Linked DNA regions of Mus musculus: region 2 is linked to region 1. A link is a contact called in public HiChIP or PLAC-seq data. All regions are on one chromosome and are shown on one strand. Each heading gives the region's core, a stretch centred on a gene start, on an enhancer-like site or on the middle of the called end of the contact. The rest is flanking DNA. Distances are from core to core; before and after follow the strand shown.

Region 1 (4,858 bases), core at 1,586-4,085:
AGGCAGAGATAGAATCACCCAGAGTCCCAGGCCAGGCTGGGTCAAGAGAGCCTGTCTCAAAAGGAAAAAGGTCTATTGTATAAAAGGGAAGATGAGCAGGGCGGTGGTGGTGCACGCCTTTAATTCCAGCACTTGGGAGGCAGAGACAGGAGGATTTCTGAGTTCGAAGCCAGCCATTTCTATGGATGTCCTGGAACTACAAAGTGAGTTCCAGGACATCCATAGAAACCCTATCTCGAAAAACCAAAAAAAAAAAAAAAAAAAAAAAAAAACAAGGGAAGATGAAAGGGTAAGGAAAACATATGCACAGGTAATTGACAGGTTGTAAATCTCTGCTAATGGTCAGAAGATTCCTCAAACTTGAGTAAACAACGAATTAGAATAATTATATGGGGCTGGAGAGATGGCTCAGTGGTTAAGAGTACTGACTGTTCTTCCGGAGGTCCTGAGTTCAAATCCCAGCAACCACATGGTGGCTCACAATCAACTGTAATGGGCATCTGATGTCCTCTTCTGGTGTGTCTGAAGACAGCTAAAGTATACTCATGTAAATAAATAAATCTTAAAAAAAAGAATATGTTGATTCCCCTGCATTGCTGGGGAGAGGCTCTATGCAAATTATCAACTTATACTCAGTAGACTATCAATCTTAGATCAGGGATAAAACAATCAAACTGAATGTTCCTAAGTTGACCTCTCATAAAGTATTATATGGTATTTGCTATATTTTAAAATGCTTAACAACTCTATTATGTTTGCACTTGTTTTGTTTTCAGACTTCTGTTCCAGGAAAGGAACCAGGTAGACAGAAAGGAGTTATAAAAAATGAAAATGAAACAAAAGAACAACCATCTAAATTACTAAAGGCAGACAAGTCTTCTATTTTTGCTAGTGTTCAAGAGACATTGATTAAAACAGATTACAGTTACACGCATAGGCTACTGTTTATTCTTGGGTGTTGTAGTATCTGCTTTCTGAGACATGTACCCCAGGCTGGCTTGGAACTCACTATACAGTCCCAGCTGGCTTCCATCTCAAGGCCATCCTCTTCCCTCGGTCTTCCAAACCCTGCGATTACAGGCATGATATATTGAGCATGGTTCTTGGTATATTTTTTTTAGCTCCATAACACTTGTTATAGTTGCAACATAAAGATGCTAAACTTTTGTTTTGTTTTTGTTTTGTTTTGTTACAGACTCACTATGTAGTTCTGGCTGTCCTGGAACCCAATATGTAGACTAGGCTGGCCTCCATTCAAGGAGCTACATGTGTCTCTGTTTCCCAAGTGCTGGGACTAAAGGTTTGTGCCACTGTGCCAGGCACTAAATATTTCTTTAAATCGATAAATACTATATAGGAATTATTTTCTTAAGGAATATTTAGTTTGATTACTTTATCCCTGATTTAACATAAGATTGCTAAGTCTGTTGACTTATTTTATGGACATGAATTTTACCTGTGTGTTTGCTTTTTGGATTTTCAAGACAGAGTTTCTCTGTGTAGCCCTGGTGGGACTAAAGGTGTGTATTCCCATTGTTTGGTGCTCAGTTTATTGAGCAGAAAGGATGTACCTCAATAAACACATTAGACATAATGATTGTAGTCTCTCTAGCACGTAGTAGGTAATCAAGACTTACTAACGGATGGATGAACAATTCCTATACAAATCAGTTTACTACAAAAGAGCAGGGCAGTGGTGCATGCCTTTAAAACCAGCACTCAGAAGGCAGAGGCAGGTGAATCTCTGTGTGTTCGAGGCCAGCTTGGTCTCTAGAGTTCTAGGAGAGCCAGGGCTACACAAAGAACCCTGTCTCAAAAAACCAAACCACCGGGGCAGTGGTGGCACACGCCTTTAACCCCAATACTTGAGAGGCAGAGGCAGGTGGATTTCTGAGTTTAAGGCCAGCCTCGTCTACAGAGTGAGCTCCAGGGCAGCCAGGGCTATACAGAGAAACCCTATCTCGAAAAACAGAAACAAATAAAACAAAACACACACAAAAGAAAGAAAGAAAAGAAACAAACAAACAAACAAAAAAAATCCAAAGAAACAAACCAAACCAACAACAAAACCAAAAAGACCTATCGGAGGTACAGAACATGCTTTCGAAACACGCCGTTTCTTCCCCTTGACAACACTCATCTGGTAAAATAATATTTTATGCTCATCACTGACTGGACCAAAACAAAAATTTAAATGTTGGTTTGAGTGCAGTTTATCGCAGAAGACTATTGATGTGTCTTAAATAAATAAGTGCGTTGGGAACACCCAACTTGCATTAACTGGATACCTGCCAATCCACATTCACCCGCTGACCTCTACGCACTCTCCTCTGAGTTAGCAACCCACACTCACTAAAAGCCAAATTAAAATTTTCTCTTATGTTTTCCCTCTTCAGTGCTCCACTGTCCCAACACCCTTTGGAGTAAGCGTTAGGACACCGAAATTCCTCTGGTGCCTTAGCCCCGAGTCTACGCAGCTGGTGGGCGGGCTCAGAGAAGGCCTTGTGGCTGTTTCTTATTGGGGGCTGGTTGCTATGGTGTCGTCGATTTTAAAAACTCGCATGAACCGCTTCCGGGGGCTTAAAACAATTACTTCCGAGGCTGCCCATACTTACTATGGCTCACTCGGAAGTATTTCACCACCATTAAAAAATAAAACGTGTACGAAAAACTCCTGGGGACTTCTCTATAGACCCTTAAACTCGTAGTTATGACATACTACCAAATCTTTGCTTCCTCTTAGAAGTTATTTGCTTTACATTCCTTTTCTGTTTAGCCAATCTCCAAAATGGCGCGGACGGCCTCGCCAGGGCAGAGGCGCGTCACGTGGGTGCTCCCGGTTCCGGCGCGCTAGAGGCCCCGGGTGGTGAACGAGGCTCCGGCACCATGTCTGGTTTGTTTGGCCCACTCTCCCGGCCTGGCCCTCTCCCGTCCGCCTGGCTCTTTCTGTTGCTGCTCGGCCCCAGCTCGGTCCTCGGCATCTCCTTCCATCTGCCCGTGAACTCTCGCAAGTGTCTCCGAGAGGAGATCCACAAGGACCTGCTGGTGACGGGCGCCTACGAGATCACCGACCAGTCTGGGGGCGCTGGCGGCCTGCGCACCCACCTCAAGGTGCGGCGGCGGGGCGCGGCGGTGGGCGGCAGGAAGGCAGGCGTAGTCCGGGGAAGGCCGAGGTAGGGGGAGGCCGGCGGGCCGGCGAGCGGGCGGAGGCTGGGGCATGGCCTGGCCTCCCCCCAACCTCATCCCTGAACGCTAAGTCTGCGCGGTGGGGACCGCCCCTTCACCCCGCGCGTTGGGGTTCGCGGGGCGGGGCCGCGCGCCAAAGTCGGGGCCCTTGGAAGGGCAGAGTTCTGCCTTGGCGGACCTAGAGTCCGGAGACCTAGGGCTGTTTCCACTTCGGGCTGTCATCGGGGTTCTGTGTCTTGTGAAGTCTCAGGAATCGAGGAATTAACGTGATTTTCCTGAGCAATGTTTCGAGGATCAATGGGGGGTTGGCATCATAAGATACCTCAACACCTACCGAATAAAGCAGACAATAACGTTGGCTGTGACTGATAAAATGTGTTGTTCATTAGGCACCTGAAGCGTCACTTCCTGTGCCACTTAAAGTTGTGCGTTTAGTTCAAACACTACCCTATGGAACCATGGGCCTCGTTATATAGACTCAGAAACTGAGGCTCAAGTAGGGTGAACAATCGTTGGAGATGGATTTGACCAGCTAAGTGTATTGATGGAAAAGTGCTAAAACCTTCCTTTTGCTTATTTGTGATTCCTGGGATTTATTATTGATCACAAGATGGTCATAGTCTCTAGTCCCTTCTTTTAGTTACACCAGGGTCACCTAGATCCCTGTATGCTGACAGCTACTTTACTTAATGCCATTTGGTCCCAGTTTTCAGTGGAGTTTTGCTTGACTAGATTTTTGAGTTGTTAATAGTGGAGTTGGTTGTGTTCTGAATAGTTGTGTTCATTCACAATAAGCACTAGTTATTTTGTTGTTGTTTCTTTTTAACAGAAGGAAAACGTCACATTCTTAAGCCAAATAGAAACAGTTTATTTAAGTTTTTTTTTTTTTTTTTTTTTAATTTTGGCTGCATGTATGTATGTATACCTGGTGGGTGCCTAGAGCCCATGGAGGCCAGAAGAGGGCATCAAGTTTTCTAGATTGGACGTTCAAGATGGTTATGAGCCACCATATGGGTGCTGGGACCCCAGCTTGGGTCTTTTGAAAGTGGAACAAGTGATCTAACCCCCTGAGCATCTTAACAAGCTTCAGCTATATTGTTTATATTTAAAGTATTGGGCCACAGTAGTGATAATGTAACAGACTTTATTTGGGAGAGAAAAACTATTTTCAGGGTTATTGTTTTGTGTGCCATCTTTTTATTATCCCTTTAAATATTGAATTGTCAGCCAAGAAAGTGTTGGTAGTACATTTTAAAGATACAGATACAATGGTTGGGCTTTTTTTGGGGGGTGGGGGGGTTCAAGACAGGGTTTGTCTGTATAGTCCTGGATGTCCTAGAACTCACTTTGTAGACCACGCTGGCCTCGAACTCAGAAATCCACCTGCCTCTGCCCAGGATTTAAACCACGCCCGGCTTGGTTGGGCTTTGTTAATGCTGGCTCCAGAGTAGAAGTCGTGCCTAGAATCAAAGAATCTGAGCAGCCAAAGAGACCTTGCTCTTCAGTGTTGCGGTCTCTCCTGAGTCTGTGTTTGAAACCCTTCCAGGGTCCACTGTTGCCTGTCTGACCATCTGCCTTTGCCCACATGTGCTGTAGAACTCCTCATGGGATGTCTTGAAGCTTCATATGTTGCTAGTTTCTAATTTGTGTTCTAAATAGGGCCTCCCTGAAC
Region 2 (4,858 bases), core at 1,595-4,094, 270 kb before region 1:
TGAAAGATTCTTTGCTAGTGACAGACATGTATTGGTCTGCCTTACATTGTATAGTTGTCGGGACTCCGTAGAGAAGCACGCCAAACAATTTTGGTGGTGTGCAGCAGTTTCTTGCCGCTTTCGCAGACTTGGACTGATTGGATGCACGTGCTGAAGCAAGAGCACGTGGAGGACACAGGTCACGTGATGGTTGGAAGGTATAAATAGGACTCCACAGCGTGATGGAGACAGAGCTTGTCTTGCTGGTACAACTAGCTGTGCAACACTTGTGGGTCTCACGTCCCTGAGAGAGGCACAGCTGAGAACTTCTCCTGGTGTTCCTGTTGGTCCCTCCTGCTGACTCGAGCCTAGGCTGAGGCCTGCCTCTAGAGAGAGGTTGTGTCACCACTGTTGCTATCCTAACTCTACCAAACTGGACTGCTGCTGTATCTGTGAAGTGTTTGCAAGTGGATGGAGCTGCTGCTGCCTGCTAACCTGTGAACTGAACTGCTAGACAACACTGATGGGAGTTGCTCCAAAGAACCTTTCTAAACAGGTCCATGTCCCCGTATCCTTTCTTCTCCTCTACCTCTGGTGGGTGGTGGGCTAGAAGGGAGGGTAAAGTGTTTAAGAACTGTGGGGAGCTGCCCTCACATTCGCTGTTGCAAGATGGCGCTGACATCCTGTGTTCTAAGTGGTAAACAAATAATCTGCGCATGTGCCAAGGGTAGTTCTTCACTCCATGTGCTCTGCCTTCCCTGTGACGACAACTCGGCCGATGGGCTGCAGCCAATCAGGGAGTGACACGTCCTAGGCGGAGGATAATTCTCCTTAAAAGGGACGGGGTTTTGCCATTCTCTCTCTTGCTCTCTTGTGCTCTGGCTCCTAAAGATGTAAGCAATAGAGCGCTTGCTCTTGCTCTCTTGCTCTTGCTCTCTTGCTCTCTTGCTCTCTTGCTCTTGCTCTCTGGCTCCTGAAGATGTAAGCAATAAAGCTTTTGCCGCAGAAGATTCCGGTTTGTTGCGTCTTTCCTGGCCGGTCGCGAACGCGTGTAAGAAAGAACCATCACTAAAAACAGGATTGGAAAAAAATTAAAGTTATTGGACAGCTTCTGGTCCCTAGATGAAACAGCTCTGGGATAGCTGAGGGACGATGGCACCTGTACTGTAGAGATGGGGGGAACAGGGACCAGAGCTGCTGTACAAATATTGGAATGTTAGCACACACACACACACACACACACACACACACACGACAAATTTCCCTAAGCTACAGCACATGTTCGTTGTAAGAAGGAAGGAAACATCCACACACATAAAATAAAATAAAATAAAATAAAATAAAATAAAATAAAATAAAATAAAATAGGGGCTGGCTAGATGTCTCAACAGGTAAGAGCACTGACTGCTCTTCCAAAGGTCCTGAATTCAAATCCCAGCAATCACATGGTGGCTCACAACCACACATAACGAGACCTGATGCCCTCTTCTGGCGTGCCTGAAGACAGCTACAGTGTACTTAAAAATAATAATAAATCTTAAAAAAAAATAAGAGTTTTTAAATTGAGGCATTTACAGAGACAGCAAGGTGCAGCAGGTCACCATGTGCAGAAAGAGCTGTTTTTAGGGTGATTATCCTTTTACCTGGTTTGGGAATCTGAGCATGGAGGAATAGACACAGCTTTGCAAAGCAAAACAGAGTCCACATGGGACCACATCCTCTCTTACCCCAGCATGAGGGAGGGGCTGCTGCTTTCTGCATGACCCCCTCCCCTGCCCAAGCTGGAGGAGGAAGAGGAAGAAGAGGAGGAGGAGGAGGAGGAGGCCATTTCAAGAAACTGTTGGGTTGAATGGCCTCCATTTAAATCCTGAGTGTCTCTGGGCAAGAGATGGCAAAGGACTTCCCAACACCAGGTATAGGTTAGTGTGGACTACCCTGGGCTCTGTCTAGTGGAACCATCTAGAGGAGGCCAAATGTGCCATGGCCTTTTTGGCTCTGGTGTCTCATTAGTTATATGGTATAGATGACGGATGAGCTACAGCTGCAGGGTGGACAATCTGCAGAGCCTGGAAACTGTCAGGTTTCCAAGTCACTGGCATGGGCTAGAGCACTATCCCCAATACTTAAACTATGTTGTCTCCAAACCCAGAGGTCTGCTAAGGCCATGGCCCCTTCTCTGTGGCAGGTATAACATGCAGTAACTTGAGTCTTGCTTTGAAGGGACGCTTTGGAGATTTCAGACCAATGGCGACCTGAGAATGTTGTCAACGTGGCAGGTCGACACATCCACCTAGGGTTTCTTTCCCATTGTCTCTCACCTCTGTGCTTACTAGGTGTCTGGTGATTGCCACTCCTTGCTCTGAGGGTCTCGTGAGCATAATGACACCCATCCAGTGGGAGCCTCAGGAGACTATGGAGTGTCAAGAGGCCCAAACTTCCCATGAGTCACAGTAGGATGGAGAGCGGGAGAGTCAAAGTAACCCCTAAGCTAGACACTGAACGGATGCTTCTGGCTTTCCCATGTGAGAGGAAGCTGATTTAGACCCTCCCATTGGTGAAACAGGAGAAGAATACATTTACCAATTAGAACTGAAAACAGTTGCCATTTATTAGTCAGCTTTCCACTGCTCCAACAGAATATCCAAGATAACCATGCACTTGGGATTAGTCTGTTATTTCTGAGGCTTTGGTTCCAAGTTGCTTGACCCTGTGGCCTTGGACCTGTGATGAGCCAGAGACCATGGCACAGGAAGTCACTCATGTCCTAGCAACCAGAAAACCCAAAGAAGAGAGGAAGGAGCTGGGGTCCCAATATCCTCTTTGAGGACACACCACTAGTGAACTAACTTCCTCCTACATAGCTATACTTCTCTAAAGTCCAACCACTTCCTAACAGCACCACAGGCTGAGGTTCAAGTCACTAACGCATGGGCCTTTGGAAGATGTTCAACATCCAAGCAATGGTACCAGTTAAAGTGAACTACTATTATTATTTATCCTACCTGTTGATGGAGAGTAAGAATGCCTTGCCTGAGTGACCACCCCCCAGCACACTGCCAACAGTAGTCTAGAATCACAGTAGTCAACCATCACCCTCTGCAATCCACCCTTCTCAGGGGTCAGTGAGTCCAATGGGGGTCTGTTGGGACCACGATCACCCGCATCCTCTGGGTTCTGGCTTCAGGCGCTCTTTCTCTGCAGTTGCCCGTGCAGAGGGTGTGGTATCATTTCTGATTTCTTGCTGGGATGGAACGGTTTTAAATGAGTCTAGTCAGCTTTTTCCCACCAAAAGCCACTGAGTCTGGAGAACGAACGTGAGGACTCTGCAGTCCCCAAGAGTCTTCATCCCAAGTGCACACCTTCCAGTTTGGCAAGCACTGACAGGAAGGATGTGACTGTAACTCGCCACTGTGGGGCAGGCTGGGGCCAGGCGCCATCCCTCTCAAAAGTGACACTGTCGTTCTCAACACCGTGACCAAAAGTGACTTGAGGAAGAGAGGGTTCATTTTAGCGTATAATTCCATAGCACTGTTCATCACGGAGGGAAGGCGGGGCAGGAACCTGGAGGCAGTCACTGATGGAGTGGCCACTGAGGGGTGCTGCTTACTGACTTGTTCCTCATGGCTTCTGCTTGCTTTCTTTCTTTCTTTCTTTCTTTCTTTCTTTCTTTCTTTCTTTCTTTCTTTCTTTCTTTCTATTTTTTTGGTTTTTCGAGACAGGGTTTCTCTGTATAGTCCTGTCTGTCCTGGAACTCACTTTGTAGACCAGGCTGGCCTCGAACTCAGAAATCTGCCTGCCTCTGCCTCTGCCTCTGGAGTGCTGGGATTAAAAGCATGTGCCACCACGCCGCTGGGCTTCTGCCTGCTTTCTATAGCACCCAAACACCCCCTCCTAATTTCAGGTGTTAGGGTCTGTTGCCCTAGGGTGGTTTGTTTGTTTGTTTGTTTGTTTGTTTGTTTGTTTTTAGGGCCCTGAATTGGGTATAAAAGAATTCATCAAGGGGACGGGGAGATGTGCTTGGTAGGTGAGAGAGCTTACTGCTGAGGGTGGCCACCTGGATTTGATCCCTGGGACCCACATGGTGGAAGAAAACAGATTCTTTTAGGCTGTTCTTTGAGCTCAATAAGCAAACTGTGGTATGAAGACAGACAACAAACAAATAAGCTTTTCTTCCTTTTTAGATTTTAGTGTTTTCAAGGCAGGGTTCCTCCGCGTATTCCCGTCTATCCTGGAACTCACTATGCAGACCAGGCTGGCCTTGAATTTAGAGATCTGCCTGCTTCTGCCCCCCAAGTGCTGGGATTAAAGGTGTCATCACCACACCCAGTGGCTTCTTGAAAGGAACTTCATCAAGAGTCATCCATTCATAGATTGGTCTGTTGCCTTTACAATCTGACTCTGGGCTTAGTTCTCAGCACAGCATGGTACGATGCTATATAGCCACGGGCGCCCTTGAACACTACCAAGGTGAATTCTGGCTTTCATGGAAATTGTAGACTTATGGGCAGCTGACTTCCAAAACAGTTGACAAAAGGTAACCATCAACCCCAGCTTTGTCACTGGCCTTCAGAGCACTGTGCCACGAGTGCCCTTACTACCTGTGTCACATGTCAGTCCATGTAGAATATCCAAGCAGCTGTGCTCCACACAAGTCAGGTGTTGTGCTCCCCACTGCCCACCACTTCTGACAGCTTAGCCTGGCCCTTGCAAAGCACATCCTGAAACAAAGCCTTATGCTCAGGGTGAGGCAGAGGGGGAGCAGGAAGGACATAGTAGGACAAAGAGAGAGACAACCGGGACACATGTCATACGGCTAACTCGCCTCTACAGCTCCCCTCTGCACCTCCCCTCTACAATTTCCCTCTGCATCTCCTCTCTG

Evidence for each region. HiChIP or PLAC-seq counts read pairs in DNA pulled down with a chosen protein or histone mark.
Region 2: an H3K27ac HiChIP or PLAC-seq map of acute myeloid leukemia shows a contact between it and region 1, with 4 times the contacts expected there. The contact joins the enhancer-like site here to the promoter of Tmed10 in region 1. A contact is called at or near these places in 5 of 39 promoter capture datasets (the C10 cell line, liver, neural stem cells and 1 more), 1 of 15 datasets of contacts at CTCF or cohesin (large pre-B cells), 6 of 484 Hi-C or Micro-C datasets (bone marrow-derived macrophages, embryonic stem cells, female germline stem cell-derived STRA8 germ cells and 1 more), 21 of 115 datasets of contacts at active chromatin or transcription factors (the HPC-7 cell line, the SCID.adh cell line, acute myeloid leukemia and 12 more) and 3 of 9 other capture datasets (adipose tissue, liver and pancreatic islet).

The regions. Positions count from the first base shown.
Region 1 is chr12:85,372,694-85,377,551 of GRCm38.p6, reverse strand. It overlaps Tmed10 (transmembrane p24 trafficking protein 10), which reads left to right and starts at 2,835. Exons shown (of 5, transcript NM_026775.4): 1 at 2,835-3,111. The coding sequence starts at 2,887.
Region 2 is chr12:85,646,112-85,650,969 of GRCm38.p6, reverse strand. It overlaps the pseudogene Gm33312. Among named protein-coding and RNA genes, the nearest start is that of Batf, 38 kb to the left of the region's middle. Within about 2 kb of position 2,844, at least 45 of the 459 cell types and tissues checked have an H3K27ac peak or open chromatin away from gene starts, as enhancers often do. A contact at or near this core is called in the HPC-7 cell line, acute myeloid leukemia and bone marrow-derived macrophages, where this site is marked.